Regions from separate parts of the Gasterosteus aculeatus genome. Here region 2 is linked to region 1. Evidence: chromatin contacts called from public Hi-C data. All regions are on one chromosome and are shown on one strand. The core of a region is the stretch at or near the end of the contact, and the rest is flanking DNA. Distances in the headings are between cores, read along the strand shown.

Evidence for each region. A called contact is a pair of places that touch in the nucleus more often than the background predicts.
Region 2: a contact with region 1 is called in a Hi-C map of skeletal muscle, with 5 times the contacts expected there. The contact joins the enhancer-like site here to the promoter of ccdc88b in region 1. A contact is called at or near these places in 3 of 6 Hi-C or Micro-C datasets (skeletal muscle and tail fin).

What each region holds. Positions count from the first base shown.
Region 1 is chr4:5,090,077-5,095,448 of fGasAcu3.hap1.1, reverse strand. It overlaps ccdc88b (coiled-coil and HOOK domain protein 88B), which reads right to left and starts at 1,845. Exons shown (of 28, transcript XM_040174183.2): 1 at 1,603-1,845; 2 at 451-599. The coding sequence starts at 1,689. It overlaps LOC120817716 (peripherin-2), which reads right to left. Exons shown (of 5, transcript XM_040174184.2): 3 at 5,116-5,303; 4 at 4,462-4,708; 5 at 2,731-3,826. The coding sequence ends at 3,575. LOC144406119 (a long non-coding RNA gene) reads left to right here and starts at 1,150. Exons shown (of 3, transcript XR_013467302.1): 1 at 1,150-1,392; 2 at 1,552-3,799.
Region 2 is chr4:5,204,189-5,209,293 of fGasAcu3.hap1.1, reverse strand. All of the region lies in intron 3 of macrod1 (mono-ADP ribosylhydrolase 1), which reads left to right. Among protein-coding and RNA genes, the nearest start is that of macrod1, 5.8 kb to the left of the region's middle. Within about 2 kb of position 2,668, at least 1 of the 9 cell types and tissues checked has open chromatin away from gene starts, as enhancers often do.

The DNA of each region.
Region 1 (5,372 bases), core at 596-3,095:
AAATTATCATGCTGCAGTGCATTTAATGAAGCAGGGTGAATGCAGTTTTAATGAGCCTGAGAAGCAGGCTGTGGGAATCCACGTTCAATTATTTGTTGAAATAACCAAATTAATCAGCTGTTTAGCATTCTATATATATTATATATATATATATATATATATATATATATATATATATATATATATACATATATATACATACACACAGTGGGGAGAACAAGTATTTGATTTGAGTATTTGACACTGCCGATTTTGCAGGTTTCCCACTTACAAAGCATGCAGGAATGATACGAATGCAGAAAATCACATTGTATGATTTAAAAATATATATTTTGCATTTTATTGCATGACAGACTCACCCACTGTATATATATATATATATATATATATATACAAACATCCCTATCTGAAAGAACGTCATACTTCAGCTAGACAATTGATGAATCTTACATGATCCTCATGATCTCATTGAGGAATATCCCATCGGTCAGCCTCGTGTAACGATCCCTGGCACTTTGGGAAATTGAGTTTACTTCCATGTACTGGCTGTAAAGCGGCCCGCTGTCCTCCCTCTCCAACATCTTCTCAAAGAGCTGAACCTGCGAGAGACAGGGAGGGATTACGTTGTGTGTGTGTGTGTGTGTGTGTGTGTGTGTGTGTGTACCGGGAGGTCAACAAAGACAGGGGAGACAGAGACGGTAGCAGGGAGAAGGTACAGAGAGAGATAGAGGGACAAAGATGCAAACATTTTCCCACCGGAAGCCACTTGAGTCGCTGCACCTGTCTGGACAGGTGGGATATGTGCTCTCACACTGGGAAGCACTTCACAGTGACGGGCAGCCAAGTAGGATGGCGGCCAAGGTCTCTCTCTCTCTCTCTCTCTCTCTCTGCTGGGATCAGCTGTGCCGATGCAAACTGCAATCTAATGAGGTTTATTCCCACCTGCACCTTCTAAAAACTGCACTGTCTGTAAACAGAGAAACAGGCAGCCGATAAGGTGAAGCCCCCGCTGCGTGCTGCTGAAGTGCCCTTCAGCAAATAATAAAGCTCCCCCTGCTGCAGGCCCCTGACCTACTCCTCGCCCTGACCTATGACCCCCCCCCCCTTCTTCGGGGCAACAATAAAGAGGCTCATCCCAGTGTCACATTCGATTGTAAATACTGTTCCCATCGGGGGCATCGTTGGTTTCCCGCGTGGAACAAAAACCCAGCTGGAAATTCATTCTGTTGCAGCTGCAGCAAATCCTCGTATTCATTTGAGTACACAACGTAAGTTATTAGCAAACCAGAAACGGCCCAAGGACACGGAAGTATCGGAGCTTTACGGCGGGGGGGGGAAGAGAGGAGAAAGCGGCTGTTAGAGAAGAGGCGAGGGGAGCTTCCAAAAGGAGAAGTAAGGGGCCGCTTGAGCTGCTTACAGCCAGAAAGCCACACATACTATTCCGTTTATTCAACTCGGGTGAATTAAACTGGGAAGCGAGCTTCTCTAAAAAGGTACAATGTTTGTGGGTGGAAATAATGCGCACCATGTGTCCGTTTCATTTGCCTCTAGAAGGAGAGGAGCTTTCCTGCGGCTGAAAGCGACAAACGTTAAATGACATACCCATTGCGCCAACGCACTCGCCATGAATTCCTCTACGGTCTCCATGATGTTGGAGTCCATCGTGTAACCCAACGGGAGGAAGCTCATTAAAGACGAGCAGCCATCGTTCGTCTGGTGAAGTATTTAGACATTTCTTTGCGTGGCCCGTCCTCTCCCCTGTGTCGCTTCCTCTCTGACTGTGTGACACTTCATGGTTTCATTTCTGAACCACACCGGAATTTTTCAAAAAGGCACATGCTGCGTCTTTTTTTTTTGTTAGTTTGTTTAGAGCGACACCCTTGCACGCCCTCCGCCCATTGGGTAACCCACAGACATGACCTTTAACGTACTGAATTAAATAACGATATACGAAAAATCTAAAAAATTAAATTAAAAAAAAAAAAAACTGCATTGCGCTTGACAATCAGCTTGAGATTTGGGCCTATTTTTCCGTTGTGTGTTTAGATGATATTTGAATGAATATCATCTTATATCTCCAAACGGCTCTATTGAAATGTGTGCTTTCCGTCTTATTTCTGCGTAATACCTGGACGGTTCTCCGGTGAGGTTTATTCTGGAGTGATTAGCTGGGCGTTTATAGTCTTCTCGTCAGGTCACGTTTAAGTGTTGTGCAACAGCGACCTCCGGTGGTTCCAAACGAAACCTCCTCATGGCCAGTTTCAACACGCATTACATCATTATTTCTACAACAGGACCCCCGCAGCGAGGTGGAACCAGCAGCCCGTGTTTTATTCAGGTGCTGCACAGTCCTTGCTGTGACGTGTATTTGTTATTGTCATTTAAATATTTTTCCTTTATATCTGACCCGATGCTGGGAGTCATCTTTGATGTCATGCGGACTTCTTTGTATCTACACAAATGGTCCACAGGTTTCATCTTTAAATTATTTTAATGCACATCATTAATTCTTCTCTTTTTTTTCTTTTAAAATTTTTATTGGCTGTTCGCTTTGTAAAATAATTTAGAAACCGGCAAGCCGTAACCCCAAATTCCCATCGTGTGACTATGTTACAAATAACTGAAATGTTGACCATTTTAAAGGACATGACTGAATCTAAAACCACCAATTAAAATGCATCTTTCAGCAACCACTGAGAGCATGTTTGCTGCTAAAATAAAACATTCACAGAGATTATTCTGTTTTAATTAGGAACAATGAGCACACAGTAGAAAGCTAAGACTGATTACAATGCTGTATTCTCAACAACAACAAAAATGTTTTTCTTTGTGAAATAACTTGCAACATGTTGCATCCTTTCGCTTCTTGCGTCCCTCTGTGACAGCGCGTGTGTCGATACTGCTTGTGCAGCAGCTCTGGGTTTAACCACATCAGGATTATGAGATTGTTTCCGAGCTGCCAGAATAGACGAGATGACAGCTTCATTTAGGACACCACATGTTAATCCGGCTCTCCTAACTGAACTCAGATAACCGACACACATACAGACATTCGCTGCACGCTTTGTATAAATTATTGTACAAACGGAAGCCCACGCTGCAAAGCAGTCAAAAATGTCTACCTTTAATATATAATTCATGTGCCATTTTAACAGGTTCTCAAGCATTTCATTGCAGTTTAGCACAAACTCTACAGCCGTGAGATGAATATTATAGTGCTTTTAGAATGAACTCCAGCTTTTCCAGCTTTGAGCCACATGTCAGAAGTTGTTAAATGTGTGTGTGTGTGTGTGTGTGTGTGTGTGTATGTGTGTGAGCGCTACACCCCTTGAAAAGTTAATGCACTCTCTTCTAGTTACAACAAAAAGCACTACACGTCTCCTCGCCACATTCTGTGATGGTTACACATTCGTCGGGTCCTTCACAGAGGAGCGGTTCTGAGGTCTGTGCGCAGCCTGATACGATTCCATATATATTGCCTCGTTTCGGCCGCGGCGAAGGTGTTTTACCCGTAAGATCACTCTACCAAGAAACCGTCCGTCCTTCCCCCCCCAGCTGAACGTTCGTTTCCCTCCTAACTGCCAGCTGTAGGGGCCGCATCCTTCTCATCTTTCTCGACGTCCGCAGCCTCAGGCGACCCCTCGGCGTCATCGGGGTCGACCTGCCCAAACTTCAGCATGGTCAGGGCCTGGGCTTTGAGGTCTTCGATGGTTTCCTTCACACTCTTCTCCAGGAGATAACCGTCGCTGTCGCCCGCTGGGTCCTCCAGAGCCATGGCGGCCTCCACAGCCGTCTGCAGGTACCTCAGGCTCACGAGCACTGAAATCTGGACAGAGAGAAGCAACAATGGTGTAAAAAATAATGGATTAGGGACCGTCGAGATGAAATTATTATTAAATCAACAGATTACAGTTAAACGTCAAATCTTAAAGTCTGCTGCACAACAGCAAAACAATCTTCAATTTTATCCGACGCATTCTCTTCCCTCCTCTGTTTGGTTTTGCGGATCTATATATGGATGGAAAATTAGACACTAACCACAAATCTGCTCGAGGCCTCAACACTCGGCATGGCAGCCATCTATTATCATCACGGACGACTAGAAAGCGCAGCATGCTGAGCCTTTTCGAAGTATAGATTGTTTGTTTGGCTGCAGGCGGTGTGTAATGATGCACTGGCAAACACGTGCACGAGGGCCCTGCTACAGCCGCAGGCCTGGTTTGTTTGTGCTGTCAATACAGTTATTTTAGAAAGTAAATGTTTGATTAAAAGACAAAAATCAATGTGTGTAAAGTTTCCTTTCAGGTGCTTGTAACGGCAGTCAGTCCTCAGGAGACAGTTATCCTTCAAACATGTTTGTATGTGTTGTATCTCTCCCACTTTTAAATGAACCCTCTGTGATTTTACCGCAAGTGAAAGAACAAGCGTGCGCGTTTATGTTCATGCCGCCCCGTATCCCACCTGCACCAAGATGACCGACAGCACGGCGGGGCCGGTGGAGTTCATCAGCTCCATGTAGTAGTCGGTCAGCGCCTGCCTGCACCCGAGGCCGTACAGGTTGAGCTCCTCTGATTGGTAGTCGTAGTTGAAGTGGGCGTGGTTATCCGTCAGGTGGTAGCGCATGCAGGGGCGAGGGGAGGTGGGGTTACAGCAGCTGAAGGGAACGCCGTCCAACAGGTAACGGCCGTCCACGTTGCTCCGAATGCGGCTGGAGACGGATTGGAAGAGCGAGACGGGAGGGAAGTTAGAGGCCTGATCTTTAGCTCAATGCACACTTTGCAATGAGTGAGAAATGAGCAGCTTCTCTCATCTCAAGTGTCGTCACGTCCAGATCATTCTGTTCACTGAGCCCTTTTCACCAATTCCCTTTCTTTACTTGCTTCATGAACTGCCTTTCCTTCCATTTCTGTCATTCTCTTCAAAAGTAAAGGCCAGATCTATTTTTACACACTACTTTAAAATCATTCTCTTTTCTCCCTCCATGTCATTCTTTGACCTTTTTGGATGTGAAGTCTATTCGTCTGTCATTCATCTAGGTTTATCTTCTCCTTTTCCTCAACAGACCAGTGTTTTCTCTTTCGACCTCATAAACGTCCCGTATTGTGATTCACTCACTCCTTGACGTCCTTGGAGGTGAAGTCTAAATATCTGTTGCTGACCCACTGGACTTCAAACCAATCCTTGAAGTTGTTGTTTCCGCAACAGCGAAACTCCATCTGCAGACGATCGATGGTCTCTTTCTGGAAACAGCGGCCCGGCACGTCTGTGTCCTTGTAGAAGCGAATGCCGTTCCTCAGGCCGACCTGACAGCGGAGGGAAAGAGACAGATGCGTGTCTGATGTCTTCAACAATGGCTGAACTGTTAACTATGA
Region 2 (5,105 bases), core at 1,419-3,918, 110 kb before region 1:
TTCCCACATGGCTGTTTGTGCATTTGGGGGAAATTGAAGTGGCGTGTTGGCACAGATGGTGCATTGGTGGAGATTGAGGCAGGCCAGCACGCCTAAACGATGCTTGATGATCAGCCTTTAGCAGATAATGACAGATCTTTAATGGCAACTGATGTCAGCAGGTGTGCGCTGTGCCAGCATCCGCTGGATATGAGGATGTTTCACTCTCATATGTGGCATCGCTGTTTGTGTGTGTTTGAGTTTTCAAGCATCTGCCTGTGAATGTTTACGTAATTATGTGTGTGTGTGTGTGTGTGTGTGCACACTGAGTGTTGTAATTTGTCTCTTGTGTGTCCGTAGTGGCGACTGTGTGTTTTACGAGAGCTTTTCACAGAGTCGCACGATGCAAAGTAGCACAGAATTAACTAGAGGAAACGGCTAGTAAAGTGTCGTTTAGCAGAGAGGACGAGGCAAGGTGAAGGAGGGAGGGAGGGAAGGATGGAAGGAGGGAGGGAGGGAGGGAGACTGAAAAAACACAACAGCGGCAGATGAAACATGACGGAGCGGGACGGGGACACACTGACTCACAACAAGCGAGGGGAGAGTCTGGAGGAGTGAAAAGAGCAAGATAAGAGAGAGGCATGGAGGGGACACGGGCTGGTACATAAATCTGCATTGCCATGGCAACAAGCAGGTACACGGTCCACGCAACGGGGACTTTCGGTCAGCAGTCCGTTCATCCTCTTCTGTGTGACCGACCCGCTGCCCAGCTGACTGTCTCTGTAGTCATCGTGTCGACTTAGGCGGTGACCTTTCCAGTCGGTGACTAACGGAGCGACTAAGAGGCTTTCGGCGATGTAAGTCGCTCTTTAAAAGAAAAGGCATCCGAATTAAAGAGAGAAGCAAACCGACATCGAGGGAAAAGGGAACAATCAGAAAGGAGAAAGTTAGTAGCGTCGATTTGCAAAATAGCTTGAAAGCTTTTTTTCTTGTTGCATATCTCACAGCGAAGCAGAACCGGCAAAATTGGCGCCTGTGGTTTCTGACATGTGGAGGGGAGTGTTGTGTGGGTTTTTTTTGTCTCGCTGCTATGGGAGATCGCAAAAAATCAAAAAGCAGCAAACATTCAATTTGGGTCCAACTGGAGCCAATCAAACGCCCTACTAGCAGACTGGTAGGCGTGTCTCTACGTCTACGCCGACGTAGATGGCGACAGCCTCGGAGGATGAACAGGTGGAAAACGTAAAAGTAATGTGCTGCTTCCTTCCTTCCTTCCTTCCTTCCTTCCTTGCGTCAACACTGATGGATCAGGTCGAGAGGAGGGAGGCTGGTCGGCCGCTGTTTGTCGTTTGTGTCGCTCTCAATAAAGATCGGATTTACAGTAACTCTCCACTCCTCCCCCTTCCCCTCCTCTTCTCCTCCCCTTCCTACGACCCCACCCCCCGCCCCTCCCTCCTTCCACACTTTTACAGCCCCTGGCTACTGCCCACTCCTATAAAACACTACAAACATAAAAACCCACAAGCACTTAAGAGCCGTCCTGGTGAGGAGGGGGGGCATTGTGGAGGGGGAGGAGTGGGGGGTGGGGGGGGCAGAAACATCCTCCTCTTTACACCCCTCAATCACTCCGCCCAGAGAAGGAGAGGGAGATGGAGGGGAGGATATATTGTCTCTGATGGGCCAGCTGATTAAGATGGATCGCTCAATGAAATGTCTTTGGAGTGATGAGTTCTTGGTGTGTGTGTGTGTGTGTGTGTGTGTGTGTGTGTGTGTGGACACACAACGTTTCTGCAACTAACTTTGCATTAAAACCTTTTTCCACATTGATTAAATGCAAATTTGCTGAGCTCTACTGAGCTGCATTTTCATTCGCAAAAGTTTTATTCCTCATTTCCATTTTGGCACTTTAAAGTCACCGTCGTGTTTATCGCGTTTGTCATTAAAAGCCATTTTTTTCCTGCACAGAGCTGAAATTTACTAGAAAAAGATTTAAAAACTGGACATGTTTAGTAAGTTCTCTGTATTTTTGTGACGTCGTCCTTATTTCAGTGGAGTGCACGACAGCAGCGGAGTCTTCTGATAAACCTTTCAGGCCACACTATAAAAAAAAGTCTCTAAAATGAAGCGCTGTGCCGTCAAGTGATAAAGAATATTCTGGTCCTATCTCAGTCTTGAAGATAGCTTGAACTACTTGTCATCTTAACCATTTCTGCTTACGTGTGTGTGTGTGTGTGTGTGTGTGTGTGTGTGTGTGAGAGAGAGACGGATGGATTATGCAGGTCTGACACTGCTCAACACATTAGTTTGGATGTATTTAAAGATAATAGTGTATACCTGCATGTTTACACATTTTCACAGCTACATCTGCTTGTGCCAGAAAAAAACACCACACAAGAACCTGACAGTGTGTGTGTGTGTGTGTGTATGAGAGAATGTGTGGTGTACTTTTGCATGCGATTTGAGTGCAGGTGTGCGGCGTGTTTGTGTGCACATGAGATGGGGTCTCCCAGGTTTCTCCCTGCAGGTCAGAGATAAAGCTCTTGGTTGGTGCTGGAAACCTACTCACCGTGGCAACAGCTGAGAGATACAAGATTAGAGCCAATGGTTTTTCTGGCCTGCAGGTGCCGACGGGATGTGAGTGCGAGTGAGTGTCTGTGAACTACACCGTCACTTCCTGACAGATAAGAACACTGGAGGGGAGGCTGGACGGAGAGCAGGGCGGTGTGTTGACGGACAGGACGGAGCCAATAGCCACAGAGTGAGCGGGTGTTTTAGGCGAAGCAACGCTGTGTCTGACCTGTAGATTCCACTTAGCATTTGTGCCATAGAATCCGAGCACAAACAAGCCGGTTATGATGCACGGGACACTTTGCGATATTCACAGGATTAATTGGCTGACAATGAAAGTTTGGATGAGTAAGTCAGAGGCCGACCCGGTTCAAAATCGAATAATAATTTCAAGTACTAAAGTCCTGTATAGACATCATTACAAACGTATCTTATTCATCAATACTTACTGAGAATACAACATTATTCCTACATTTGCTTGTATGCAATTTGTTTGACAAAAGTACTTTTGTTTAAGATGCACCATGTGATCGCTGCTAATCCAACAGGGGAATACAGCAGGAAAATTCAAGCTATATTCAGCCTGGATAAGCTCTGATTAAGTAGTGCAATTGTTCAATCATCAATCATTAAATAGTTTGGCCCTGCAGCCTAAAAAGCACAATATTATATTTCAAAACTGCAAGGAGGTGCTGTTTAATTCAGGCGAGGTGCGTGTATAATAAAACACTGTGGAAGAATGGAAATGTTTGTCATAATTATATAAACACAAAGTACATTAAGTCAATAAATAAACACTAACATTCACATTTTTTAAAATGAGTTGCCTCAGGGGAACACAGCAGAAAACATCCATTTTAGTTGACGGTTTTGGAGGATTTTTAGTGCTGGCGAGCAGTTTGTTTTGGGAAGGTGGAAAGCCTTTCTGAAAAATGTTAACATGTTCCTTCTCGGGCTCGCCGTCCCGATGGCGTCTCGTCGCACGCGGTATTCCTTGTACTGCTGTGACAGATGTTCGACGTTGTGCTCGCTGTCAAGCGGCGGCGCCTCGCTCCGGTTGTTTTAGTGGCTCAAACTGCTGTTGAAATTGGATTTAAGTGCCTCGTCCTCGAAGACAATAATCCGTCATATCTCGGTTCGAAATAATATTTATTATTCAATCTGCTGAATATTTCCTTGGTAACTGATTATTAGTCTTAACTGGGATATATGCCAAAGGGTGTATTCTAATAAAATACGTATTATAAATTGATTGTTCAGTAATTATTCAAACTAAAATACCAAACATTCTCTCGTCCAAGCTTCTCAAATGTTTTTTTCATTTGTAGCAATCAATTAAATGTAGTTAGGATATGAACGTTAGTGGAGGAGGCCCACCTCCGCTTTACCACACTGTGATGAAGATCTGGTATTCAGAGCTTTGACACTGTGTCACTTTATATAAAATGTAAAGATTGACTGATCTGAAACCAATAAGTGGTCTAAAAGTTTTATGAGTGCATCTGTACAGCAAAACCCTTCCAATGTCCACTGAATGTTTCATTATTACAATGCTCACGTGACCATCCCTGTGTAGGAGAAGCATCAATAATTTAATTTCAGTTTTTTTTAGCTTGGATGCGTCCTTCGTGTGCAACATAGATTCAAGGCAACGGAGGAGCATCTTTTATTGATTCCAGAGGTGTGTGGGTGATGATGACCAGTAGCTGGGCTGGGGGTTGGGGGTTGCGGCTCTGCGGGTAGAACACCGCTCAGGTGCATTACCCTTCGGTGGCCCGGCGTCGCACTCTCATCGGCGAGGCCTCGCGGGTCCTCTGCTGGCTTTGTCAACGGAGCTTAGCGACCTGCTCGCCGCCAAAATCAGCCTGGCAGCCCTGTGTGCCTTTGTCACTCTGCTGGAGTGTGTTTGGAAGATTGTCAGGCCTGGCTTGTTGTGAATTGCTTCAGAGCGGCTAAAACCTTTATTTTCAGATCCCACCTCAGCTGCATTTCTGTCGTCTGACTGGTGTAACCGAGGACACAGTGTGGACATGCTCAACCACTTCATAAGGGATTTTCCAGCATCAGCCCAAGGATTAAGCACTTTTTGTCACTGATCTACTTTGAATGCCCAACTATCTACTTCACTGCTTGATCTGACTGTAGTATTTGTTTTTAAGTATGCAGATCATGTAGCACTCATTAGAGGATAATCAAGTTGTAGCCAGCGGTGACCATCTTTATTTATTTTAGTTTGTTTTCGAGTCTGCATTTCGACCTTAGATGGCGGCGACTCTTTAACCAAGTCACTTATCCAAGGTTTTAATCAAGAGGGACGTGTTGTTGTGATCCACCCAGCCTCTCCCGTAGCAACAGGGGTCAGAGGAGGGGATGGAAAGCCCAGGACAGCGGCTGTGGAGGTCCCACGGGCCCCCCCGCTGTGTGCTCTCTGTGCTGCAGTTACCATACATCTGCCCTTGAGCTCTTGTCAGCTCCTCTTAGGACACGCTCATATTACAAGATGCAAAATGTCACACCAAGTTTGCTATTGCAGACAAATATATTACATGCGTGTGCTC